Regions from separate parts of the Sus scrofa genome. Here regions 1, 3, 4 and 5 are each linked to region 2. The links are chromatin contacts, called in public Hi-C and HiChIP or PLAC-seq maps. All regions are on one chromosome and are shown on one strand. The core of a region is the stretch at or near the end of the contact, and the rest is flanking DNA. Distances in the headings are between cores, read along the strand shown. Region 1 overlaps PEAK1 (pseudopodium enriched atypical kinase 1). Region 2 overlaps PEAK1 (pseudopodium enriched atypical kinase 1). Region 3 overlaps HMG20A (high mobility group protein 20A). Region 4 holds the start of HMG20A (high mobility group protein 20A). Region 5 overlaps PSTPIP1 (proline-serine-threonine phosphatase interacting protein 1).

Region 1 (2,700 bases), core at 50-2,549, 130 kb before region 2:
AAACTGCAATCATAAGTATAATGCTTTCCTGAGTTATGTGAGTTGTCTTAGCAAGTTATCAAACTGAGGGAATCATAGGAATCCCTGTTTTTGTGGCCAGTTGATTAGAAATGCAGGTGGCCAGGGGGCTCCTAAAGTGTGGCTGGCATTTGAAATAAGTGCAGTCTTATATGGGATAATGTCTTTTGGTTTGTGAGCTCCACGCTAGCTCTGAGTGGCTAGGGCCAAAATTGAATTTCAGTACACTCATTTGGAATTGAAAAAGAATAGTTGTACCTTTGTTATAATTAATGAACAATATTGATACCTTATTATAAACTGAGTTTGCATTAGTGTTTACTCTTTATGTTGTACAACTTCATGGGTTTTGACAAATTCATAATGTCATGGGTCTACCATTATAGTATTATACAGAATAGTGTCACTGCCTCACAAAACCCCTATGTTCTACCTATCCATCCTTCTCTTTCATTGCCCCCCAGCTCCTGATTACCACCACTCATTGCTTTGCTGGCTCTATAGTTTTGCCTTTTTTAGACTGTCACATAGTTGAAATCATATAATATGTAGTCTTTTCAGACTGGCTTCTTTCACTTAGCAATAAATCTTTAAGGTTCCTCCACGTCTTATTTTTTTTTTTTTTTTTGTCTTTTTACCTTTTCTAGGGCCACTCCCGTGGCATATGGAGGTTCCCAGGCTAGGGGTCTAATCAGAGCTGTAGCCTCCGGCCTATGCCAGAGCCATAGCAGCACGGAATCAGAGCCATTTCTATGACCTACACCACAGCTCACAGCAACACCAGATCCTTAACCCACTGAACGAGGCCAGGGATTGAACCAGCAACCTCATGGTTCCTAGTCAGATTCGTTAACCACTGAGCCATGGTGGGAACTCCCCTCCATGTCTTTTTGTTACTCAATAGCTTGTTTATTTTTATTGCTGAATAATAGTCCATTGTGTGCATTTACCACAGTTTATCCATTTACCAATTGAAAAATATCTTTTTTCATTTCTTTTCTTTTTTTCGTCCCCCCTCCTCCCACCATTTCAGCTTTATTTTTTACCTTTTGTACACATGGGCAGCGTGTAGAAGTTGTTTGTTCCTGGGCCAGGGATTGAACCTGCACCACACAGCAGCAACCAGAGCCACAGTGGTGAGAAAGGCAGGAGCCTTAACCCTCTAGGTCATGGGTTTTTTTTTTTTTTTTGATAAGATTACAATTCACCATCCACTCTTGCCGTACGTCAACACACACACTCATAGTATTGCATTGTATAGATGTACTCTCCCTAATTCTCTCCCTCCCTTGTGCCCCCCGCCCCCACCCCCAGAGGGCATTTATTTCCCCTCTGTTGTGGCCGGTCAGTCATGCTGAAATCAATGTTCACATGACCTGACCACAAGAGCATTTGCCCCACGCAGCCATTTGTTTTCTTTGGACTTTGTCTTGGTCTATGCAGAGATAGGTTTTCATTTCCACTTGTAAGGGGTCAACTGTATCCTTCCCTTCCTTACTAACTTCTGGAGCTTGCATGTCTGCTTTCAACAGACCTTTTCTATTGGCAGGGATGGCAAGAAAATTGCTCTTTTTTTTTTTTTTTTCTTAGGGCCATGCCTGCATTATATGGAAGTTCCCTGGGCTAGGGGTCGAATTGGAGCCTACACCACAGCCACAGCAACACTACATCCGAGCCATATCTGTAACCTGCACCGCAGCTCATGGGAATGCTGGATCCTTTATCCCACTGAGTGAGGCCAGGGATTGAACCCTCATCTTCATGGATATTGGGTTCTTAACCTGATGAGCCACAATGGGAACTCTAGGATATCTTGATTACTTCCAAGTTTTTGCAATTATTAATAAAGCTGCTATAAACATTCATGTGCAGATTTTTTTGGTAGACATTGGTTCTCCAATTGGACTGCAATTGCTGGATCATGTAGTAAGACTAAGTTTAGCTTTGTAAGAAATTGCCAAACTTTTCCAAAGTGATTTACCATTTTGCATTCCACAGCAATGAATGAGAGTTTCTGTTGCTCCATACCTTGTCAGCATTTGGTGTTGTCACTGTTTTGGATTTTAGCCTTTCTAATAGATGTGTGCTGTGGAATTTTATTGTTTTCATTTGCAGTTTTCTAATGGCATATGATGTTAGTATCTTTTCATATGTTTATTTTCCATTTGTATATCTTTTTTGGTTAGATGTCTTTAGGTCTTTTGTTTACTTTTTAATCATGTTTTTTAATTTGCTTATTGTTGAGTTTGAATTCTTTGCATATTTGGGGGTAATACTCCTTTATCAGATACGCTTTTGCTAATATTTCTCACAGTGTATAGCTTATAGTTTTTTCATTAATGATGTCTTTCACAGAGCACAGGTTTTAATTTTAGTAAAGTCCATCTTAAAGATTTCTTTGTTACTTGATCATGCTTTTGGTGTTGTATATAAAAGCCATCATCAAACCCAAGGTCACCTAGATTTTTTTCCCTATGGTATTTTCCAGGATTTTTATAGTTTTGTGTTTTATATTTAGGTCTGTGATCTATTTTGAGTTAATTTTGTATAAATTTTGTTTTCACTTTTAAAAAGTTATAAAATATTTGAAACATGTAAATTGATATGAAGACTAATATATTGACCAGTATAAAAGTGCCAAGTGGCTTTATAAAATATTCACATTTTGTTTTATAAACATAC
Region 2 (2,700 bases), core at 167-2,666:
CTGGGGAAGGAAAAATCATGCCTCTTACCAAATGTACAAGTCATGCAAGATATTAAAGCCTCCAGAAATGGATAAGAGTGGAAACAAAGAGCATTATCACTTCCTCTGGTTATGCTACTGTAAACATTCAAATGGGGTTTCTTTCATTATTATCAGCTGTTTCTTACTTCTTTTTCCTTCCCAACTTCTTTTCCCTCCTCCTTTTTCTTCTTTCTCTTCCCATTGAATCTTGCAGTGCCCTCATGTCCCCTCTTGCTTGTTCCCTTCTTTCAAACCAGAGACCACCTATTTTTTTCACATCTCAATTAGCATGAAGTCCAGCTTTCTTCACTTGGCAGTTGAAGACGGTGGAGAAAAACACAGCAAGACAACTTCTTACCATTCGCTCTCAACCAGCCACTTCACAGGCCCCTCCAAATAAAGGTGGCTCCTGACTCAGGCTAGACTGGATGAAAGACCATACTTAATTTGCCTCACAATATTCACTCCTTCAATACTCTGAAACACACACACACACACACACACACACACACACACACAACCCCACAGCTTTGGAAGAGCCCAACTAGCTAATTGTGTGCCTGTTAGTTTACTCTTAGCTTGCTCTGCACTGAGCACATGGACCCTGCCACCTCAGAGGTGAGCTAGGGAAGTGTGGGCATGCCTGCTTCTAACACCTCTTTGTTCAAGATGGAATTCCACTGTGGTAAGCAGTGCTGCTGCTGCTGAGTGAACTGTTTCTCAAGTACCACCATGCTTAAGTCTAAAGCAGCTTCCAGATGCCATGAATAGCTGAACTGTACCATTTACGCATGTGTGCAGTCATGCGTCCTGGCTCTGCCATGTTACCTGTGTGACCTTGGGCAAGTCTCAGTTTCTTCATCAGCAAAAAGAGACTAATAATAGTGTGTACATCATACTAGCTAAAATTATTATTATTCAGGAAGCACTTGTTTAGTGTCGAGTATATTCTAAGCAATCCAAGAGATATAGAGGTGGAAAAGACACAGCCCTGCCTTCTAGAGACTTATATAATTACAGCACAGCATGGTCTTCTAATAAAGATATTTAGGGAATGAGGTAAAGCTTCATCACAGATAAATTTTTAACTGGTTTGAAGGGTAAACAGGGTATTGTCAAATGGAACTGTACTAGAAATATACATTCCAAACAGAGGGCATAGTTTGTGAACAGGATTAAAATTGTAAAACAGGAGTCCTTGGCTGTTTTTAGATAAGGTTTTAAACTTAGTTTTGCAACATATAATCTTATCACTAGTTGTTACCTAGTTTATAGTAATAATAATTATTACTTAACTGGTTCATCAAAGAGTTTCAACTCAAAAAATGAGTTGGAACCCAAGCAGTGCCTCTTTACAGTGGTGCATCTGCAGTTGCACAATTCCTATCCTGGAATGACTACCATGTGACAGGAACAGTAAATTGTTGGGAAAAAAAACTTGTGGTTAAAACAACTGGAAGTGGATGGGCTTCTTCCTTTCAGCAGTGCTTTAGTTAAGTTTTCAAAATTAAGCAGGTTTAACCTTGGTTTCTTCTTTAGGTAGAACCCTATATCTTAAGATTTTGCCTATTCTTGGCATAGCAAGAAACTGATTTTTTTGGGAGATGTGGTCAGATGTCAAACTAAGAAAGTTCCTTTTACGCATGGAATTTCCATTTGTGTACCAACTTAAAGCTGTGTTTTATCTCCTACAAAGCCTTTTCCTGCAGCTTTGCTTTCACTTCCTCTCCCCACCCTTTTAGTCATGTACTGAAGGGTTTGGCAGCTGGTTGAGGTATCAGGTCAGCATTTTTCACTGTGGAAGGAGGAAAGGTTGGGAACAATGACGCAGGGATACTTGTCACATTTTCCTTTCCTTTTTTTCTTTAAGTGACCCACACATTCCATTACAAAAGCCTAATGAGAATCTTGGCTTATAAATTTTACTTCAGTAGCCCAGAGGTAGAATAATGTGCTGGATGACATATAGGCGATAGTTTCTCAGTGAAGAGTATCCTTAAAAGCCCTTGTACAGCAGTGAGAATTCTTGATTCTACCTCTTTGGCGGTATGACAGATTTTGTGAAGAGAGATAATGGCCTCCGGGAGTCACAAGATTGGGAAAGGAGCTGAGCAATCCATTCCCCATCCTCGCTTATTAACAGTTTCTCCACGGGTGCTTTAGGAAATGCTTCGTATGTGGTGCTTAATATACCACCTACCCACTCTCATCTTCTTCACTGACTTGGAAATTGTATCTAGCTTGAGAAGTTCTAGCTACTTCTGTGGGCCTGTTTATGCCAAGATTGAAATCCTATGTGGATTTGGTTGTTTTATATCAAATCTGCTTGAAACTGTTCAACTAGAAGCAAACTAATTATTGTCATTGTCTGTATAGTGGTAGAGAAAGTAAAAAACAGTAATAGAGTCTTAAAATGCTGTCATGACTTGACATGAAATAGACTACTCTTGAATAGCTGCATCTATAGCCCAAAGGGCTTTGGTCTTGAAAATTGTCAAATATGAAATCGGATTTTAGATCATGGAATCCCAGCTGGTTCCTAGGGGCAGCTTCAGCCATTAAACTCTCCCTTTGACCATTTCATTTGCAGGATTTGCTTTGAGATAATAAGGAATGTGAAGGCAAATGAGTTTTTCTTATCAAAGATTCTATTTTGATGCTCCACAGCAGACCTGTTTT
Region 3 (2,700 bases), core at 36-2,535, 250 kb before region 2:
ATGAAATAGTAAAAAGTTAGGCGTGTATGAGGCAGAGGTGGAGGGTTGAGACAGGAGGTAGGTGGGAGAAGGGAAGGCCAAGACAGTTAATATTCCACCTAGGAGGCCATATGATATTTGAAAAGGTATTTTCAATAATATTCAATGTTATAATCTTATTTTATATTTAGAAAACAGAAGTAATTAATTGTACAAAATACAGAGAGTTAATGTTCTTGTTTGGTAAAGATACATGTGTATATTTTTTCACTCACTTCTTGGTGATTCTCACGAAGGCTATATCAGAATAGAGGAATTTTGGAGTTCCCTTTGTGGCTCAGAGGTTTACGAACCCGACTAGGATCCATGAGCATGCAGGTTTGATCCCTGGCCTCGCTCAGTGGGTTAAGGATCCAGCATTGCCATGAGCTGTGGTGTAGGTCACAGATGAGGCTTGGATCCTGCGTTGCTATGGCTCTGGTGTAGGCAGCTCCAATTCAGCCCCTAGCCTGGGAACCTCCATATGCCTCAAGTCAGGCCCTAAAAAGCAAAAAAACAAAAAAAAAGAATAGAGGATTTTTGTGTTTACCAAGAGGGAAATGAGGCATTCCTCTTGTGGCTCAGCAAGTTAGGAACCCAACACAGTATCTGTGAGGATATGGGTTCGATCCCTGGCCTCGCTCAGTGAGTTAAGGATCCAGCGTTACTACAAGCTGTGGCTCAGATCCTGCATTGCTGTAGCTGTGGTGTAGGCTTTAAAAAAAAAAAAAAAAATAGGGAAATGAGTTTTAAAAAAGCTGAAAAAGCAATGCTTTTCACAGTTTATTATATGTTCACTGTGTTAGGCATCAAAGACATAGAAGTAAATAAGATTAACAAGAAATTTTGTCCTTTTACAGTTCATAATCTAGTGGGGCGAAGAAGGGCAAAACAGTGGGAAAAAATGCAAGGGCTGTAGTAGCTCATGTGTGTAAAGCTATTTATTTAATATAAGAAAAACAGGGAAGAAACACAGATGAATAGATGGGGCGACCAACTAAGGTAACTGCTTAGTAGTGTGATAAGTTCACAGAGCATCTGAAGGAAACAGAAAATACCGACTGAGGAAAACCTGAGAGGGAACACTTAGCTCAGGGTACTTACATGTTTGGAATCTAGATTCATATCAAGGAGGCAGACAGGATTCCTTTCTACCTCCAAAACAAAATGATTCAAGTCTGGAGTCTGAGGAAGTCTATATATGAGAAAGAGGACCCAAACAAAAACTTACTAGTTAACAGTTCTAGGGCAAGGGTCCTTACATAGTTCCTCTATTTTCCTACGTTTGACACTGCTTTCTTCAGCTCAAACTTGCAGCTGTGAAGCAACACTGCAAAGAAGAGATGGAAAGAATGTTCCTTTCTGTTACAGTCAATAATTCCCAAATCTTTTACCCTTTCAAAGCTGATGAATACTAAAAAGTAAATGATGATGTTTTAAGGAAAGTCAGAGATCACTTATAAAAGCTATAGTGTAATAAAAGGAAATAGATCCCATCAAAGTGTTCTTCATTTTAATCAACTTCATTTTAATCAATCAATTAATTTGATACAAATTAAGTTCTCTTTCTACAAAGAATTCCTAAAAGAAAAACAGAACTCTAGGTAGTGGGGACGTTTTCTTCGGCCAAAAGTTGAAGACAATAACAACAAACCAAACCAAAAAAACCCTTTAGCTGCAGGGAGGCAAAACCATCAATAGTCTTTACCACTTTGAACAATAAAATGAAATTCACAGTTTTCCTCACAAAATAAATTGGCACAGTTGCAGTTTAACAGAACAGTTTAAATGGAAAGAAAATTTAAAACTTAGACTTTGCTATATTTTGCTTTTGAAATTCACAATTTTCCTTACAAAACAAATAGGTACAGTTTCAGTTTAACATCAAAGTTCAAATGAAAGAAACCCAGAATTGTTTTACTATATTTTGCTTTTGAAATTCACAATTTTCCCTACAAAACAAATAGGTACATTTGAGTTTAACAGAGCAGTTTAAATGAGAGAAACTCAAAATTATTCTGCTATATTTGCTTTCGAATCCAAAAGCTGATAATGCTTATGACTTCAGAAAGTTAAAAAAAATAGCCACACAGTTCAAACTTGACACATTTAAAACTCTAGAAGACCAGTTTCCCAGGAACATTTTTCCTTTACATACCCTTCCCAATATGATAAGGCTTCACCCTTCCTGTACACAGAGCCTCTAGGCTGTCACCCAGATCAAGTGCTTAGATGTTATCTTAGCAGTTTACAAGCTACTGATTTTGTTTCCAGGTGAAACAAAAACAAGTTTAAAGCTATATCAGCAGTAACTAACTGAGGAGTGACTAGACTAATTAAATCACCTCAAGATGATTGGTGTTGAGTGTATTTACTAAAATCTACAAAATTTGTATTTCCAGAGTTGCCTATTGCTGTTCAAAAGCCTACTTAATCCAGTAAGTCACAGTGACATCCCAGGGAATAGGAATTTGCTGAAGGATTTGTTTTGCTCTTCTTTCTACATTAAATGCACTCACTTGGCTGTGGTTAGCAAGTACTTCTGCAGAGAACAGAAACCCACTATAGTACCAAGTAGAGGCACTATGTGACTGCTTTCCATACCTTCATATGTTAAATGGTGCTAATAATACCTTCTCTATTTAACTCAAAAAGATATTGTGAGGATCAAATAACTATTTC
Region 4 (2,700 bases), core at 45-2,544, 220 kb before region 2:
ACCTGTTGCCTAAAATTAACAAGACTAAGGATTTAAGATAATCACAATCAGTTAAAGTAACACCAAGTAATTGAGTACTTCAGTATGATATTTTCACTGTGGTCAGGTGAAAATGCTTCATAATTTAGGTAAAATATTGAGTCTTGTAATAAACTACCTCCTTATGAGAAACTACAGAGTTCCTGTGGTATGTCATGGCAGAGAACATCGCTATACCTTATTCAGCCAAGGTTAGACTTCAGTAGGGAAGCAGGGATGGGCAATTCATGAGTCACGCAAGAAAGTATGTCATCTTGTAGAGATGAGTAGAGAATTTTAACAAGGGGTTTCGAATTCTTTGAAGAACGCACTAAGGAAATTCTGTTGGAGAGAAAATTTTCCATCTTACACGTGGAACCAAAACTCAAATTCTGACTGGAGCCTGGTGATTAGCACAACTAGGTGGAATAACCTAACTTTTCGCATAAGACACAATCCCAAAGCTTTAAGATACTGTCTATGCATATGGCACCAGGCATCACCTTTTCAAGCCCTCGCCGGCATAAAAAGTGGGCTGGACACCCAAACCATCACCCTACCCCCACAGGAAGTGAGTTACGGTCCCCCCTCCCCCAGGATGGCCTTCTTCCCCTCCCCCAACCGGAAGTGAGGCGCCCCCAGTTAGTCGGCCTCAAACAGACAAACCAATAATAACAGCAAAAGAGGGATGATCTTCAAGGGGTGAAGGGCAGCTCCACTGTGGCCACCCCCAAGGTTGCCTTGCTTACTGACCTGCTGAAGATAGGGACAGGCGGGGGCCTGGGGCCTAAAGAAAGTCCCTGGCACAGAGGACAATTCCCTGAGCCCCTCTCAATCGCCTTCACGCTTCTCACTCCGTCGTCTCACAGCTTGACAAAAATTCCTCCGCACTGCTTTATTTTGATGTCCTTTCCTTCCCTTTAGCTAATCGCTTAACCACCTTCCCATAGGTAACTTCCCTTATTGCAGCATTTAAGACTGTTCCAGTGAGGAGAGAAATCAAATATTATTCCCTATACCTTCAGAAAAATGAAGGGATTATTTTGTTCAAAGGCGGCGAAAGACTACGTGATTACGCAAGGTGAGACTTATTTTCGCGGAGGTTTCTGGGAGATGTAGTTTTTTAAAATTGCTAAGGCCTGCAGAAAGAATCAGGACTTAAAATTGCTAATTACTGTAGGCTGGAGTCCTTGAAGATACCTATTCTGTATTCGACAGCAGGCCGACCGAGGGGACTCTGGCATGAAAAGGGACAATACTTCACTCCCCTTTCCCTCTGGACCATAATAGACCTGAAATGTCCCTTCCCAGGATCGTAATAGACCTGAAATTTCCCTTCCCAGTCCTTATCGTCCGGCCCTCTTCCTTTGGCCACGCCCTCTTCAGCCAATCAGACCTCTCTCTAGAGCTCTTCCTCTGGAGGTAGGAACGCGAGAGGAGGGGCTTCATGGTGACTCCTCCCTCGGGGCTAAAGCGAGACAGGGAGAGGGCCTTGGGCCCGTGCGCGCGCGCGTGCTCGTTCAAGTAGCTCGGCGGCGAGTGCGCGCGCGGAGGGGAGGCGAGCTGGCTGGGAGGAGGCGGGCAGGCTGGTGGGCCGGGCGGGCGGCGAGCTGCGGGCAGCCGGGAGCGCGCGGTGGACTCGGCGGCGGCGAGTAGTTAGTTGTTGTTAGTCAGTGTCAGTTGCTCGGCGGCGACGGCTGCGGTCACCAGGAAGGATACGGGACGGCGAACGATGGTGGTCACCGCGGCGGCTTGTGCGCCCCTCAGGTAACAGAGATAGAGTTGTCCGCGTCCTCTCGCTTCCCTTCTCTCGCGCCGGCTTGTGGGACCAGGGTCGTTGCGGGGTGAGGGCGATGACCTGGGAGAATACGGGCGGGGCGGCGCGGGGTCCCGGTGGCGCCTCTGCGGGGGTTCTGGCGGTCAGAGCGTCCGGCCGGGCACAGGCTCTCTGGCCGCGGCCACCCCCGCGCCCCGCCGACCTCGGGGCCCGCGGCGCCGCGCGCCCCCTCGCGCCCCGGCCGCCTCCGCCCCCTCTTTCGGTGGCGGCGGAGGCGGCAGCCCCAGTAGCTCGGCGCCCCCCAGAGGAGGGAAAGTTGGGACCTGGCGGCGAGAGACGCCCCCGGGCGCGGCTGGAAGGCTGCTGGGGAAAGTGGAGCCTAGAGTAGTGAACGCTGTGAGGCTGGGGCAGGAAGGACTCCCCTTGCTCTTGCTAAGTGTGCCGGACAGCCACCTCCAAACCCGGGAGGATCTGGAGCAGCCTGGCCAGCAGCGCCAGGACGAAACCCGTTGGCTCTTTGCTCACTTCGCTCTGAGGTTTGTAAGACTCCTAAGATGCGGGTTATTTGGGGATTTCGAATTGTTTGTTGGATCAGTTTTGTTTCTCCCTTACCCTTTGACTCATCCGTTCTTACAACTTTTCTTACCTTCCGTGATGGGAAGCTGCTGTCTGAGCCCCCTTCTGTACCTCCTCCCGGTCGCCTGCACCATTCGCCTGAGAGCTTGATTTGGTCTTTTTCGTCCTTTGACTACGTTAAAAAAACTACTGAGAGCTACGGGAAAGAGGAGCCCTTCTACCTTTAAATGTTACTTTCTTGCAATCCGTTGTGTTTTTTAAGACAACCGTTTAGGAATTTGAGAGCTGTGGATTGGAGTTATTGGAAGACTGGCATTGAGGGGATAGGA
Region 5 (2,700 bases), core at 174-2,673, 150 kb after region 2:
GAGGTGGCCAGTCTAGAGCAGAGATGTAGGTGCTGTCCACTCCAGGGGTTGAGAGGGAGAGCGGGAAGGGAAGCAGGTGGCGCTGGGCATGGGAGGTGAGGGGTGATGCACCAGGTAGAATTGCGAGATGGAGCAAATAAAAATGCCGGATAGTTAAGTTCAGATTTCAGATAAACAAATACTTTTTGAATATAAGCATGCCCCTGGTAATATTTGGAATATACTTACATTTTTAAAATATCTGTCATTTATCTGAAATTCAAATTTACCGAGGCATTCTGTATTTTATCTGGCAGTCCTGTGGAGGGGGTCTCTCCCAGAGCTACAAATCGAGCTGAGGCCCGAGCAGAGGTGTCGAGCCCCCTTGGAACCCCATCCTGTCTGCTGGGAGGTGAGGGGCACCAGGAGGCACAGGGATCCTTGGGTCAGAATAGAACTGACAGGGAAATGCCTGCCCCAGCCTGTCAGGCACAGGGGCCTCTCAGAGGGGTGAGCACCACCTCCTGGCAGAGGAGGGAAGTGACTCGTACTCCCAGGCTAGGAACCTGGGTAGGGACCTCCCACTCTGGACTCCCACATGCATTAGAAGACGACCCTGGAGCCAGATGGTCTGGGTTCAGTCCAAACCCTGCCACTCACTCTCTGTGTGACCTTGGACAAGTTCCTTAGCCTGTGTCTCAGTTTCCCCTTCTGCCAAATGGGGATAAAAACAGCACAAACAGAATGGTTGTGAGGATCAAATGAATTCATATGTATAGAGTACCTCTGTCAGGACCTGGTGCAAAGCAGGTGCTTTACAAGGGCTGCTGTTGTTAGGCCTCCCTCTGCTGAGCCCACATCTGCACAACCGGAGGCATCCTGGGGGGGATCCCTCAGACTCCTGAACCTGACCTGAGCTATGCCCTCAAAACACTCTATCTAAGACCTTAATGCATGTCCCCTATTATCAGAAACCTCCTGTTGGTTCGCCTTCAGGTAGGGGGTCCCCTTGAAGCAGCCCCATAGATTAGGCTCCCTTTCCCTCACTCCCTGCCACCCCGTGGGCGTGAGGAACAAACTGATCATGAGCACATGTGTGTGAGGGATGCCCGGCCTGGGCCCGTGGGTGAGTCTCCAAGCACCCAGACAGAGCTGGTGTGTGGGGCTCTAGATTGGCCCTGAAGTGAGGCTTGTCGGCTCTCAGGAGTAAAATTCTCCGCCTGTGTTTATGGTCCCTTAACTAAGGAGGCGAAATACATACTGCGGCTGCCCCCTTCACCAGGACTCCTGAGGAGCCATAGCCAATTGGGCATATTAGGGAAACAGGCCAGAGGGTGGCCAGGCTTGCTGGGTCACACGGCGAAGCGTCCTGCCCTAGCCGCATTCTTTTGCCGCTATCCGCCCAGCGTGCCCTCGGCTTCCACCCCGCCGCTCCGCGAAGCAGCGCGCGCGCCCCCTGGTGGCCTTATCGCCGCATGACACCCAGTGAGACAGCCCTGCCCTTCTGCCCTCTCTCCTGCAATCCTTGCAAGTCAGGCTTGGCAGGGGGCTCCCTCCTCCCACAGGTCAGTTAGGGAAACTGAGGCCATGGAGGAGCAGCAAACCAGCAGCATCCGCATCACCTGGGGGTTTGTTAGAAACGCAGATTCTCAGGCTCTACCCCAGTCCTCCCAAAGCAGAAGCTGGGGGGTGGGGGCCCAGCACACCGTTTTGACAAGGCTCCAGGTACCGCTGATATAAGAACTCAGAATTCTTGGCCTAAATTATTGTCCTCACAACTCTGCCAGCCAGGGAGGGTGCCATCATTATCCCCATTTTACAGATGTGAAAAACAAGAGTCAGAGAGGTGAAGAAAATGACCATGGCCGCACAGCTGGTGAGAGGAGGAACCAGGTGGGACCAGGTCAAGGCCAGCCCTCTGCTTCTTATCAGAGGAGGGAGGGGTGATGGCCATAGTGGAGGGAGTGGAGACGTCAGGACTCCAGGACAAATGGATGCCTTGCCAGCAGTTACACCCTCCATCCCGCTCATCGCCCCCACACTCACCTCCTGCCTCAGTCTCCCCATGATGATTACAGCCTCTCTAGCCCAGCATGGCCACGTCTCTACCCTCCCCCCACCCACAACACCCCCACATCCTGCTCAGATCCCTCCCAGAGCCCAGGGCCTGCACATCCACTGCCTGGTCCTCACCTCCCTTTGGACCCCACACCTCACAGACACCTCAAACTCAGAGCATCCAAAATGGGAGTCATCACCCCCCAAACCTGCTCCCCCTGTAGGGCTCCCTTCTCAGCAAAGGCGCCCCCCTCTACTAGATTATGAACACCGGACACACAGGCACCCTTGACTCAACCATCCTTCTCCACCTCACAGATCTCCTATCCGTCCACCTCTCACGCCACCACCCTAGCCCTTGCCCATCACCTCCCTCCCTCCAGGGTCACTTCTCACCTGTTAGTCCTGTCACTTGGCCACCTACCAGTTCCTTCCCTAGGCCACATTCCTTCTTACCTCAGGGCCTTTGCACATGCTAATTCCCTATGTGCAGCACATTCTCCTGGCTTCTCCTCTGTCCCTTCTGAGCACTTGTTCCCATTGTCATCTTGGGTTGATATACTGAGTGTCTGTCACCACACTGAACTGTGAGCCCATAAACAGAGGAAATGCCTGGTTCTTCTCCCCACTGTCTCAGGCTTATAACCCAGAACAACAAACTCA

What was found. Hi-C and Micro-C count contacts between places; a contact is called where the count stands out from the background. HiChIP or PLAC-seq counts read pairs in DNA pulled down with a chosen protein or histone mark.
Region 1: an H3K27ac HiChIP or PLAC-seq map of alveolar macrophages shows a contact between it and region 2. The contact joins two enhancer-like sites. A contact is called at or near these places in 1 of 47 Hi-C or Micro-C datasets (embryonic fibroblasts) and 2 of 2 datasets of contacts at active chromatin or transcription factors (alveolar macrophages and skeletal muscle).
Region 3: an H3K27ac HiChIP or PLAC-seq map of alveolar macrophages shows a contact between it and region 2. The contact joins two enhancer-like sites. A contact is called at or near these places in 2 of 2 datasets of contacts at active chromatin or transcription factors (alveolar macrophages and skeletal muscle).
Region 4: an H3K27ac HiChIP or PLAC-seq map of skeletal muscle shows a contact between it and region 2, with 10 times the contacts expected there. The contact joins the promoter of HMG20A here to the enhancer-like site in region 2. A contact is called at or near these places in 1 of 5 promoter capture datasets (liver), 4 of 47 Hi-C or Micro-C datasets (embryonic fibroblasts, fetal heart ventricle, fibroblasts and 1 more) and 2 of 2 datasets of contacts at active chromatin or transcription factors (alveolar macrophages and skeletal muscle).
Region 5: a contact with region 2 is called in a Hi-C map of embryonic fibroblasts, with 2.2 times the contacts expected there. The contact joins two enhancer-like sites. A contact is called at or near these places in 3 of 47 Hi-C or Micro-C datasets (embryonic fibroblasts, heart right ventricle and subcutaneous adipose tissue) and 1 of 2 datasets of contacts at active chromatin or transcription factors (alveolar macrophages).

The regions. Positions count from the first base shown.
Region 1 is chr7:57,419,255-57,421,954 of Sscrofa11.1, reverse strand. All of the region lies in intron 1 of PEAK1 (pseudopodium enriched atypical kinase 1), which reads left to right. Among named protein-coding and RNA genes, the nearest start is that of PEAK1, 24 kb to the left of the region's middle. Within about 2 kb of position 1,299, at least 2 of the 83 cell types and tissues checked have an H3K27ac peak or open chromatin away from gene starts, as enhancers often do. A contact at or near this core is called in alveolar macrophages, where this site is marked.
Region 2 is chr7:57,286,182-57,288,881 of Sscrofa11.1, reverse strand. The region is part of intron 2 of PEAK1 (pseudopodium enriched atypical kinase 1); the gene reads left to right. Among named protein-coding and RNA genes, the nearest start is that of TSPAN3, 100 kb to the right of the region's middle. Within about 2 kb of position 1,416, at least 28 of the 83 cell types and tissues checked have an H3K27ac peak or open chromatin away from gene starts, as enhancers often do. A contact at or near this core is called in alveolar macrophages, liver and skeletal muscle, where this site is marked.
Region 3 is chr7:57,531,941-57,534,640 of Sscrofa11.1, reverse strand. All of the region lies in intron 2 of HMG20A (high mobility group protein 20A), which reads right to left. Among named protein-coding and RNA genes, the nearest start is that of HMG20A, 29 kb to the right of the region's middle. Within about 2 kb of position 1,285, at least 3 of the 83 cell types and tissues checked have an H3K27ac peak or open chromatin away from gene starts, as enhancers often do. A contact at or near this core is called in alveolar macrophages, where this site is marked.
Region 4 is chr7:57,502,642-57,505,341 of Sscrofa11.1, reverse strand. HMG20A (high mobility group protein 20A) reads right to left here and starts at 1,294. Exons shown (of 11, transcript XM_021099019.1): 1 at 772-1,294; 2 at 217-360. It also overlaps a transcript of PEAK1 not described here.
Region 5 is chr7:57,132,019-57,134,718 of Sscrofa11.1, reverse strand. All of the region lies in intron 3 of PSTPIP1 (proline-serine-threonine phosphatase interacting protein 1), which reads right to left. Among named protein-coding and RNA genes, the nearest start is that of PSTPIP1, 30 kb to the right of the region's middle. Within about 2 kb of position 1,423, at least 16 of the 83 cell types and tissues checked have an H3K27ac peak or open chromatin away from gene starts, as enhancers often do. A contact at or near this core is called in alveolar macrophages, where this site is marked.